Linked DNA regions of Sus scrofa: region 2 is linked to region 1. A link is a contact called in public HiChIP or PLAC-seq data. All regions are on one chromosome and are shown on one strand. Each heading gives the region's core, a stretch centred on a gene start, on an enhancer-like site or on the middle of the called end of the contact. The rest is flanking DNA. Distances are from core to core; before and after follow the strand shown.

Region 1 (5,712 bases), core at 1,367-3,866:
CTGCTCAGTGCTGGGACCCACACTGCTTGGCGGCGATGCTGCTTTAGGGGCCCTCCAAAGACCCCCACTCTCCCACTCTCACGTGGGCACACACGTGGCCCAGGGAGGCAGGCAGGAGAGCTGCCTCAGCCTCTGCAGCCTGGTCCAGGCAGCTGTGGGCTGAGGGCTCCGTGGAGGCCCCAGAGGAAGCAGGCGATCAGAGGGACAGGTGGGTTGGGCCCTGCGGCCAGCAGGCTGCTGGGAGGGAGGAAGGACGCTGCTAGACCCCCCCTGGGTTTCCTCCAGAGCCTCAAGGGCCCCCTTGTCTGAGCACAGGCGTCCTGGCTGCCTCCTCCAGCCCCCTCCCCTTTTCTGGGTTCCTGCCTCAGCCCAGCAGGAGCCCAGAAGGCCCAGCCTCCTCACCACCCCTCCCACCCCGTTCCCAGCCCAAAGCCACCGCAAAAATGTCATCCTGATTCCACAACACTAGGGTTTGTCAAAGTGCAGAAGAACAATGACGCTTTCACAGTGCCAGGAAAAGGTCTCAGGAAAACCCTGGGGAGGGGGCACGGAGTGGCGGTGTGGAGACAGGGAAAGGGCTGAGATGGAGGGGAGAAGACAAGGGGAGGCTGAGAGGCAGGGGCCAGAGGCAGAGCTCAGTCAGGAGTCAGGGGCAGGGAGGAGGGGGTGGGCTGAGAGCCAAGAGAGTGAGAAGACAGGGGTGGGGGTGGGGGGAGGGGTGATGAGTGACAGGCGAAAGGGGAGAGAAGAGGGGGAAACGAACCAAAAGGGAAGGAGAAAACAGACACAGGAGGGAGGTCCGACACAGCCAAGAAGCCCCTCCAGGACCCAGAGGCCCCTGGCACCCCATACACCTCCCCACCTCTGTGCCCCCAGGCAGAGCCCCCTCCTGGCCACAGGAACTCCTCTCTCCGAATCCCACCCCCAAGCCAGGCAATTGGAAGTGCTCTCAGGCAAAACTTTTTGGAAAGCAAAGACTTTTTAATCACATGAGCAGCCACTCCCTAAGTTATCTGTTTCCTGCTTCTGGCTTTCCTCCATTAGCAAACCGCACGGATCAGAGCTCAGGGGTGGGAGGGGAAGGGGGGCCAGTCCAAAGGGGGTGGAAAACATCCGAATCAGAGCGATTGCAAAAGCCCTAGGTTTTCCTCCTCTTCTATGACTGCAGAGGCAGCAGTGGCCATTCCCGCTGCCGCCGTAGAGGGTGGACGAGGTGGATGGAAGCTCTGCAACCACCCGGCCGTTGGCTGAAAGCTGGACACTGACCTCTCTGAAAACCATTTGTTCTCCAGAGCTGGTGCCCAGGTCCCTGTGCATCCCTGTTTGGGTGGCCCGTTTGCCTGACAAGCCCTTTCTTCTGACTGTGCCCCTCCCCGCCGCCGCAGACACAACCCTGGTCCAGCCAGGCAGAGTTGCCCTCAAGTACTTTAATGGCCACTTCAGGCTTGAAGGCTCCCGGGACCTGCAGGACGGAGGCAAAACACTGAAGGCTTTCAGGCCCTTCCACATCTGGCCCAGCTGAGCTTATCTTCCTAACTGCTACTCCCTCCTACCAAACTTCTACTCCAACAATGACCACAAAATCATTTCCTGCGAATGACAGGTCCCCCTCTGCCCGTCCCGCCCCCTTGCCTTTGCGCTTGCTGTTCCCTGCACCCCAAACATTTCTCCACCCAGTGAATGCCCCTGGTAGCCAAGGCCAAGCTCCAAGGTTAACCCCTCTGGCCGCCCGCATCCCAGACAGGGTTAACTCCTCGGGGTGCTCACCACACTCTGAGGCTTGAGCACTAGCTGACAGCCATCCCATTGCCTCCCCCGGAGAAGGCCCCGGCTCTCCAAACTCCCAGGGGACTTTGTGGTCTGCACCACTCGCTTGGCTGCGGGTCATGTCCCGCCCTGACCCAGCCTCTGGCATGCCAGGGATGATCCAGCATGCCAGAGGTTTCATCCTGAACTTAAAGGACTTCTGAATACTGCCGTTTCTTCCGTCTTGTTTCCCAGGAGTCTCTGAGTGTGCTGTGGCCATGCGGGGTCCTCCACGTCTCCCACTTCCCTCAGAACACCCTGAGTGGGGTTCAGGACACATCAGAAGCTGGAGGGGATGGCGGTGGAAGCAGTACCAGTGATGGGTGAGATGTGTGGGCTGAGGCCAAGGTCAGGCAGGCAGGAGGTGGCAAGGCTGGAGCTGGTCTGCTCCCAGGACGCCCCTTCCGGGCTGCGCAGAGCACTCTGGAGGGTCACCTCAGGTCCTGATTTCCCCAGAATGTCTGGTCCCTGGCTCTGCATCTGAGACCATTCCTGGTGAGGCCTGGCCAGACGTGACCTGGCTAGATGTGGCTGTAAGCAACCTAGCTCCACCTGGCTAGAGGGAGGCTCTGCACCAGTCCTGGGGGCAGGGCTGGGGCCAGGAAGGCGGTGGGTAGAGGTGGTGGCCTCAGCCTAAAGCGATGCTGTGAGTGTGAGGGTCACAGCCCTGGGAGGAGAGGACAGGGGAACTCAGCTCAAAATAGCGATGGGGGAAGGGTGCAGAGGGTGGCCAAGGGCCAGAAGAGAAATCTGATCTGCTCTGGCTGATGAAATGCTGAAGTCAGCAGTTTGGGGCCACTCTGGCAGGAGCCAAGGCTGGGGCTCCCACGGCTGCCTGGTGAGAGGCTGCAGGCCTGACTTGCAGCCTCTGCTCTGTGCTCACATCAATCGCTCCTTTCTCTGGCCCTCCATCTGCTCATCTGGCCACTGAGGGGTAGTGAGAGAAGCAAGCTGTCCACCTCTGAGAACTTTCATCAGGTGAGTGGTGGAGATTGAGACGCTCAGGAGTCGGCAACAACCACACTCAGGAACTGCCCATGGGGAGTGTCCACTGAGTGCCAGCGCTGGCCATGCACCTGACTTGTAGTTTCATGGTGACTCCGCTTCCAGATGAGGAAACAGAGGCCCAGAGAGGATAAGTCACCTGTCCAAGGTCACAAAGCAAGTAAGTGGCAGGCCTTCGACCCCAGTCTTTCTGGCTATCATCCAATTCCCTCATTGCCGAGTGAGGGCCTGAAGGCGGTGAAGGGGGTTCGAGGTCCTCTGTGGCAACTGCAATCAGGCAAAGCAGGGGTTAAGGGGGTCCTGGAGGCCAGCCCAGGCATCTGCCAGCTTTTACCATGGTTCCACGGTATTGGCTGGTGTTGAAAATCAGAAAATGGGCCCTGGGAAGGAGGGTGCCTGTGCAAGTAAATGCATGTGTGCTTGTGTGCGTGCATGCATACGTGTAGCTCTCATGGTCACTGCAGGGCAGCAGACCATGGCATAAGCCTACTCATCTTCCCCTTCAGGGTGGCAGAGGAAGAGCTGCCCTTATGTGACTTTTCTAGGGGGTCACGGGGCAGAAGCAAGTCATTTACCACCCGACAGCCCAGGCTGTAGCTGATCTTGCTTTTTCACTCAGGGGCAGGAAAAGTTTGCAAAACTGTCCCTTCATTGGTGTCTCCAAGATGGGCTCTGCAGGAGACAGGATGATGGAGCCAGGCTATAGAGCCTCAGATGGTCCATTCCTCTTCCTGGGCCACTGGTGCCCAGCTGTAACAGCCCCACAGTTCCTGCTGTGTGTGGCATCACCTCCGCCAGCCATTCCATCCTCACTACAACCCCTACAGATGAGGAGTCTGAGGCACAGAGAGGTTGGGAGATTTGCCTGAGGTCACACAGTCAGGAAGCGGCAGAGCTGGGATCCAAACCCAGGCCTGGCAGACTCCCACAGCACCACCTGCCTCCCATACAGTCTCCAGCTCTCGCCTTCTCTGGAGTCCTTGCACTTACCTGTGGGCAACCCCACATGATGATAAGCCTGCTCGTGCCCTGGGATGGGAGGAGTGGGAGTATGTTCTCATTACAGGAGGTGGGGTGGCTGCTGGTACTCGTTCTCACACCGCCTCTGCACACCAGCCCACTGAATGGCATATCTCGTATCTCAGCAAAATCCCATGGAAGCCATACTTCCTCCTGGAAGCTTTCCTTGACTGCTTCTGCCTGCAGAGACCACTCTGATCTCTGCTTCCTCTGCGGCTCATCTCATGCTATCTGTGCCCAGTCCCAGGCGGCATCAGGGCCCACTACACTCCTGTGAGGGGAAGCAATGCACACACACCCTGTGGCAGTGCACATAGCCCCTCTACCAGGGTTCTGAGCTGATGGGGTTCAAAGTGCTGACGGTGGTGTGAGCCAGGCAGGCCTGAGACCTGCCCGCACTGAGCGTCAGTCCTTGAAGCGCTCTGGGGTGGGAGCTGGGCTGACCAGGCTGTGCGCTGGCTCATTTAATCAGCACAGTAACCCCACCAGGAACAGGGCAGGAATATCCTTCCATTTTCCTTATCGGGAAAAGCCAAGGCTCATTTCCAAAGCCGAAGAGCTGCAAAGTCCACATTCCATCTTTCTGACTCCAAATGCCCAAGGTCTTAATTCTGGAGCACAGGTTGATACACTTGAGCTTGCATCAGAAACATCTGGGGGGCTTATTCTCAACAGACTGCTTGTGTCACCCCTAGAGTTTTGGAATCAATACAGGCCCCAGGGGGTAGGCCTGAGAATCTGCATCTCAGTTCCCAGACGATGCTGATGCTGCTGCTTCAGGAACCCACGTTAGGAACCGCTACTTTATTTATTTATCTATCTATTTATTTATTTATTTTGGCCACGCCCAAGGCATGTGGAAGTTCCCAGGCCAGCGGGCAAACTCGTGCCACAGCAGTGACAACACCAGATCCTTAACCCGCTGAGCCACTTGGGGACTCCAGGAACCACCACTTTAGATGATACTGATAACAGCCTGTTAGAGTAGGTGAGTCTATCAGATATTGTCTTTTCCACACTGCCCCCTCCTCACATGCCCATTCTACAGCTCAGGAAATGGAGGCACGGAGAAAGCAAGTAACTAGCCCAAGCCATACAGGAAATTAGAGTCAGAGCCAAGAGTGGAGCCCAGGGCTCCTCACCCTAGCAGTTGGTCTGGATGCAGGGCAGTGAGGCTGCTAGGCTTAGCAGGACAACAGCCTAAGGTGAGGACAAGGGCCATCTCTTTAAAAGTGGGACTGGTGGTGGAGGTGGCGGCAGGGTGCCTGGGGAGGGCTGGCCTGGCTCTCCTGGCCCAGCCCCAAACCTGTGACTCCTCGGCATCTGGAAACCATCACGAGGAACAATGGAGGGAGCAGGGGGCCTGGCTGCTCGGGGCTCCAGCCCCCAACTGTTCAGGAAAGCAAAGGAACTGGGGCCTGCAGCCATCTCCTGCCCCCACCCCCACCCCCACTGTTTGCTTTGGCACCGGCACACACAGCTCCCAAGGGGCCCAGCTGTCAGGAAAAGTCAGCCCCTGAAGCTACAGACGTGGGGGCTGGTGGCCAGGTTGGATGCCCAGAAGCCAGGCCGGAAGTCAGGAGACCCCAGCCAGCTCAGCTCCCTGCTCAGTGGGCAAGACCCCTCCTGGCTTATTGCTGTGGCTTCCTGGGCCTCAGCTTCCCCACAGGAAGCTCAGGTCCCATCCCACCTGGGCTGGCTGCGTACCATGGACTGGCATGCATCTGACCTGTGCGGTGCCTGGGCCCCGTTGCCTCCAGGGGCCCCCTTGTCCTATGCAGACCAATGGGGGCCGAGCAGTCAGCCATGGAGCGGGAAAGGGACGGGGGACAGTCATCAGGTTCATTTACCCAGCTTTTCACCAGCTCTTCTCCTCATGCT
Region 2 (5,712 bases), core at 904-3,403, 79 kb after region 1:
CTGGCCTACGCCACAGCCACAGCAATGCAGGATCCCAGCAGCATCTGCCACCTACACCACAGCTCATGGCAATGCCAGATCCTTAACCCACTGAGTGAGGTCAGGGGTCAAACTTGCGTCCTCACAGGTCCTAGTCGGGTTCGTTGCCACTGAGCCATGATGGGAACTCCCTGGCTGGTGATTTAGGAAGTGGGTGATTTGAGGGCTGAATCTGCTGCACCCAGCTGGGTACCCACAGTACAGATTCCTTTTCATACTAGGAGTGATTCTGGGTGAGCATATGGGTGCTGTTCCTATGTGACCTTGAAACATAAGCTGGCTTCCACTCTGGTGGAAGGGAAGCCCGTCCCCCTGGGTGTGTTGAAGGGCTATGTACAAGGTCCCCCAGCAGTCTCCCAAGATGTTTTAAGGGTAATTTTTTTTTCTTTTTTAGTGGCCCCACCTGCGGCATGTGAACATTCTTAGGCTAGGGGTCTAATCAGAGCTGCAGCTGCCAGCCACAGGCATAGCCACAGTAACACCAGACCAGAGCTGCATCTGTGACCTATGCTGCAGCTCACAGCAATGCCAGATCCTTAACCCACTGAATGAGGCCAGGGATACTAGTCGGGTTTTTACCGCTGGGCCACAGTGCTAACTCCATTATTGGCTTTCTTATTTTACCAAGGTCAAAGCTTAGAAGGAAGAGTCCAGTCTTGATCTTAGACCCTTACCCCAGGAGAACCAGGCCATGCTCAAAGGTTGGGACAGTCTCAGCCATGATCCAGGTTAAAGGCTGAGGGGTGCAGGCTGGAGGCTGTAGTCCTAAGACCCCCAAGAGGCAGGCCTGTTCCCACAGGGCCCTGTGCATGGCAGAAAGCTGGGAGTAGGGCAGAGGGGAAACTTGTACTGAGGTGTCTGAGGAGGTTTGGGGTGGTAGGCCTGCCATGGCAGTGCAAGGGGCTGGGCTGAGAACTAGCTGCCAGCAGCAGGGCTGCAGTGTAAGGGCAGTGGGCATCTCACAGCTTCTCTCTCTAGTGGGGAGAAAGTTCCCACCTCCCAGTTTGTGAATGCTCAGTGGGAGGTGGCATGCAGTAGGTGCCAGCTAACTGGGGACAGATGCATCAAGCTTACTGGATCTCCAGGACGCTTCTGCCTGCAGTCAGGGCTGGCCTGAAAGTGAAGGGTGGAACCTCTGGTGACAGTAGATGAGGAGGTGCCGGTGGGCCCATGGCTGGGATCTGGAGGCAGCAGAGGCTGGGGACAGAAGGAAGGTTCATCTTGGGTCTAATGCATTCATCATCTCAATATTTTTTTAAGGCCGTACCCATAGCATATGGAGGTTTCCAGACTAGGGGTTAAATTGGAACTACAGCTGCCAGCCTACACCACAGCCACGGCAACACCAGATCCAAGCCATGTCTACGACTTATACCACTTCTCATGGCAATGGCGGGTCCTTAACCCACTGAGCGAGGCCAGGGACTGAACCTGCAACCTCATGGTGCCTAGTCAGATTCGTTTCTGCCGCACCACAATGGGAACTCCCAATTTTTTTTAATCGAAGTAAAATTCATCTAACATAAAACTCACCACTTTAGGGCGGTAATTTAATGGCATTCGGTACATTCACAATATTGTGCAACCACCACCTTTATCAAGTTCCCAAATATTTTCATCATCCTGAAGGAGACCCCTTATTCATCAAACCCTTGCTCCCCAGTCTCCGCTCCACCACCACCAGATCTGTTTTCTGTCTCTTGGATTTTCCTGTTCTAGATGTTTCAGATACGCAGATTCAAACAACATGTGAATTTTGTGACTGGCTTCTTTCGCTCGGCATAAGGTTTCCAAGGCTCATCAGTGGTGTTGCATGACTCAAGAGTCCCCTCTTCATTTCTAGGACTGCACAACATCCTATTGGATGGATATACCACATCTTGTTTAATGCATTCCTCCCTTGCTGGACGTTTGGGTTGTTTCCACCACTGGCCCTGTTTGGAAGTGAAAGTCATTGAGAGCCTGAGCTCCTGCCATCATCACTCAAACCTTGAGGTGAGTAAAGCCCCAACCAGAGTCCCCCCATGAAGAGTCAGTCCTTTCCTGTCCAGGCAGCTGCCACAGTGGCCACGGTGGCATGCTGGAGCGGCTGCTGGGCAGTGCGCCCTGGAGAGCAGCTGAGCTGCTCGAGCTTTACTCAGATCCCCTGGCCCAGGGCAGAGGGACAGGGGATGGGAAGAGAAGGGAAAGGTGGAAGGAAAGGAAGGACGAGAATGAGCTTCCATGGAAGCCTCTGGAAGTGCCTGGCCGGTAAGTGGAGCCATGGCGTACAAAGCCTAGTTGTGTCTGAGTCTCACTAGAGCCCACCTGAGCACCATCAACTGGACAGGTCTTGTCCAGGTTGGGAAACTGAGCCCTGGGGAGTAGTGCTGGCCTGACCAATCGGGAGCCCCACCAGAACTCAAACCTGGATGTTCTGATTCCCAGCCTAGACGAGTTCTGCCTTCCTGACATTGGCACGGGGCCTGGCACAGCTTGAAGGGGCTGCCCCACCCCTCCTGGGGGCCTGGACCATGTGAGCAGGTCTGTCTCCTTCTATTACACCACAGGGGATGACAGAAGCCCCAGATTCCAGCCGCCCTCCTGCCAGCCCCTCCTACACTGGCAGCGTCCCTCTCCCACCTGTAAAATGGAAACTTTAGTTCCCTGGCAGGTGGTGGTGGGTCCCAAATGAGCTCATGCCTGCAAAAGGGATGTGCAGGCCATAAAGCCTTGCATGGGCTGTTTTGGTTCACTGTGACCCCTGCAGGTGAGATCCGGCCATGCTGTCCCCCTGGAGGAAGGACTGTCCCAGGAGAGTGATTACCTCCCCTGGCTCTGGGCCTGGTTTCAGACCCTGGGGGCCAGTAACACACTTGCCTCAAACCCAGCCCCCAGCCCCCAGCCCCAGCCCTGAGGAAAGAACAGCACCTGATCTGCATTAATCGCCACTCCCCACTCCATGCCAGACTTGGGCTAAATTAAGTGCATCCCTGGCCAGCAGTTCCGTCCCCAGAAACTGAACACATTCTTCTTCCAGGCTCCCTCCCAGCCACAGCTGTGCCTTCCCATCAGGCTGGTGACTGGAAAGCTGACAGGCCTCTCGCTGTCCCCAGCTGTACGGGGAGGGGATACTCCCCCTCACCCATCACTGTGGGCCTGGCCCAGGTGGGATGTTGGTATTAAGTCCCTCCCTCCTTCCCTCTCTTCCTTCCACATGTATTTTGGAGCCCCTTCTAAATGGCCTTCGTCCTCTCCTCTAAACACATGCAAGACAACACCGCCTCCCTGCCCTCATGGAGCCTCCAATCTAGTGGGGAGACAAAGAAGAAACCTAGCAAGTCAATTACAATGTTAGAAGGTGAAAAGTGCTATTTTTAAAAAGAAAGAGAAACGAGAGCACCATGAGGGGTCCGGGTTTGGGCTGGGTGAGGGTGAGGGGTGTATTGTGGTCTAAAAGAAGGAGGTAGGACTGGCCTCGCTGAGAGGATGACAGCTGAGGCCACCATCCTCCCTCACTGAAGGATTTATGTTTGCAGAGCTCGGGCGGCAGACCCTGGTTTTGACTATTTTCAGGAGTGAGGAGGGCAGAGGTGACGTGGCTATTCTGTCCGGCTTGGGAATGGCTTCTCCCATCCTGGGCAGGGAGGGGCTCTCCTGTGAGTGGAGGTCGCAAGGGAGCAGGGCAGCTGGCCTGGCCCAGAGGGGACCTGCCGTTGGGGACAGAGCCAGTGTGAAAGCTCGGTCTGTGCCAAGCATGTGGACCTGTTTAGGGCAGGAGAAGCCTCAGCTGACACAGTGCAACAGGCCTCAGGTGGGCAGGCCAACCGGCTAAGCAGTGACATCGGGGTGGGGTGGGTGACTAGGGGTTGTGAGGCCTGACACGTGTGCTACGAAGGCCTGAGCACCCTGTGGCAGCTCCCTCTACGCCAGAACGGCCCAACCTCCACACTACTGATCACATGCGTGTGCGCGCGCACGCGCACACACACACACACACACACACACACACACACACCCCTCCACACAGGCATACCTCATATATCCACCCACTACACAACACACCTGCCATACACACCCACACTTTGTGGTCAAGTATGGCCTGACACATCTAGACAAGCTCGCTGAAACCATCACTGTCACTTGTGGAGGTGGGACACTGGTGACGTCTCCCCTGACAACCACTTTATCTCTGTTCCAGGGCAAGGAAAAGAGAGGCTATCAGAATTTTCCCAGACTTCATAAAATGTCTGCTCAGAAAGGGGAGTTTTTCTTTGACCAGGTAGAGCTCTCTGGGACAAGGGGAAGATCTGGCTTAAATACCAGAAACTGGGTTTTGCTCCTGGCCTGACTGGCTCCCAGGTACATGTATCACTAGGTAAGTTAATTTTACTCCTGTAAACCTCAGTTTCTTTTTTTTTTTTTTTTTCTTTTTGCTATTTCTTTGGGCCGCTCCCACGGCATATGGAGGTTCCAGGCTAGGGGTCGAATCGGAGCTGTAGCCACCGGCCTACGCCAGAGCCACAGCAACGCGGGATCCGAGCCGCGTCTGCAACCTACACCACAGCTCAGGGCAACGCCGGATCATTAACCCACTGAGCAAGGACAGGGACCGAACCCGCAACCTCATGGCTCCTGGTCGGATTCGTTAACCACTGTGCCACAACGGGAACTCCGTTTTTTTTTTCCCCTCAGTTTCTTCATCTGCAAAATGGGAATGAAAATTGCTTTTTCCAAACTTCCAGATGGAGTGAAACTCTCTGAAATTGCTTTGTAACCTAAAGAAATACCAAGACACAATAGTGTTGTCAGAAGTTCATACCAACTGCATTTGCCTTGTTCCTGCCCCATCTCCCTGCCTCTTCTTGTGCTACATTCCCTGGGGGGCGGGGCGGGGTAGGAGCAGGTCCACTGCTGCTTCCAGTGGAGGCTTAATGCATTCTCACCGGAAGTGCGGTGGTGCTGCTTAATGGGCCATGACTTTTTCAACGGGGGACCAGCGGGAAGTGATTCTTGCCCCCAAGTGCCCTCCCACAGGCTCTCGGGCGCAGAGAGGTCACAGCCGATGGGGAGATCACCTGTGCAGGACAGAGAGCCCCGCTGGGGAGGAGAGAGGCAGTGGCGGAGGCAGCACTCAATCACCCAGCCCCAGCCTACCCACCCTGCTGGGAACTGCCGCTTTGCAGAGAGCACTAAAGGCAGCTTCTCTGCACAAGGTAATAGTTGCTCTGAGCAATTGCAGGGCTGGGGGTCCTGGGCAAGAAGGAAACTTGACCCCTGCAGAGTGCTGTAAAACCACGCAGTAAGCTTCCATAAAGATGGGGACTCCATCCTTCTCAAAATCCACAAAGGCTATAATACCTTGGGCAGGCACAGGTTGGCAGCTTCACACCATAGCCACCTTGGGTGTCTCTTTCATGGAATATTCCTAAGGGCAGCTGGCTGGGCCTGGGGCAGCCCCCCTGTGGCTCTGGGGATCTGGTGCACTATGGTTTCTCTGCCTTCCATGGTCGAAAATGGCCCATAATGTGTCTGCATTCCAGGCAACAGGATGCAGTGGGGCAGTGTGCAGCCTCTGTCGCAGAAGGAGCCCTGACACTGGTCATTCTCTGCTGTCACTTCTTCCGCCACTTTTTTCTTTCCCTGTCTCTCTGCTCTGTGCTGGGGGAGGCTCACCCCTGCAGGCTGAGTCCT

The links. HiChIP or PLAC-seq counts read pairs in DNA pulled down with a chosen protein or histone mark.
Region 2: a contact with region 1 is called in an H3K27ac HiChIP or PLAC-seq map of skeletal muscle. The contact joins two enhancer-like sites. A contact is called at or near these places in 1 of 5 promoter capture datasets (liver), 20 of 47 Hi-C or Micro-C datasets (alveolar macrophages, blood, embryonic fibroblasts and 9 more) and 2 of 2 datasets of contacts at active chromatin or transcription factors (alveolar macrophages and skeletal muscle).

Annotation. Positions count from the first base shown.
Region 1 is chr14:81,722,030-81,727,741 of Sscrofa11.1, forward strand. The region is part of intron 2 of ZCCHC24 (zinc finger CCHC domain-containing protein 24); the gene reads right to left. Among named protein-coding and RNA genes, the nearest start is that of ZCCHC24, 39 kb to the right of the region's middle. Within about 2 kb of position 2,617, at least 38 of the 83 cell types and tissues checked have an H3K27ac peak or open chromatin away from gene starts, as enhancers often do. A contact at or near this core is called in skeletal muscle, where this site is marked.
Region 2 is chr14:81,801,653-81,807,364 of Sscrofa11.1, forward strand. No RefSeq gene overlaps it. Among named protein-coding and RNA genes, the nearest start is that of ANXA11, 31 kb to the right of the region's middle. Within about 2 kb of position 2,154, at least 4 of the 83 cell types and tissues checked have an H3K27ac peak or open chromatin away from gene starts, as enhancers often do. A contact at or near this core is called in skeletal muscle, where this site is marked.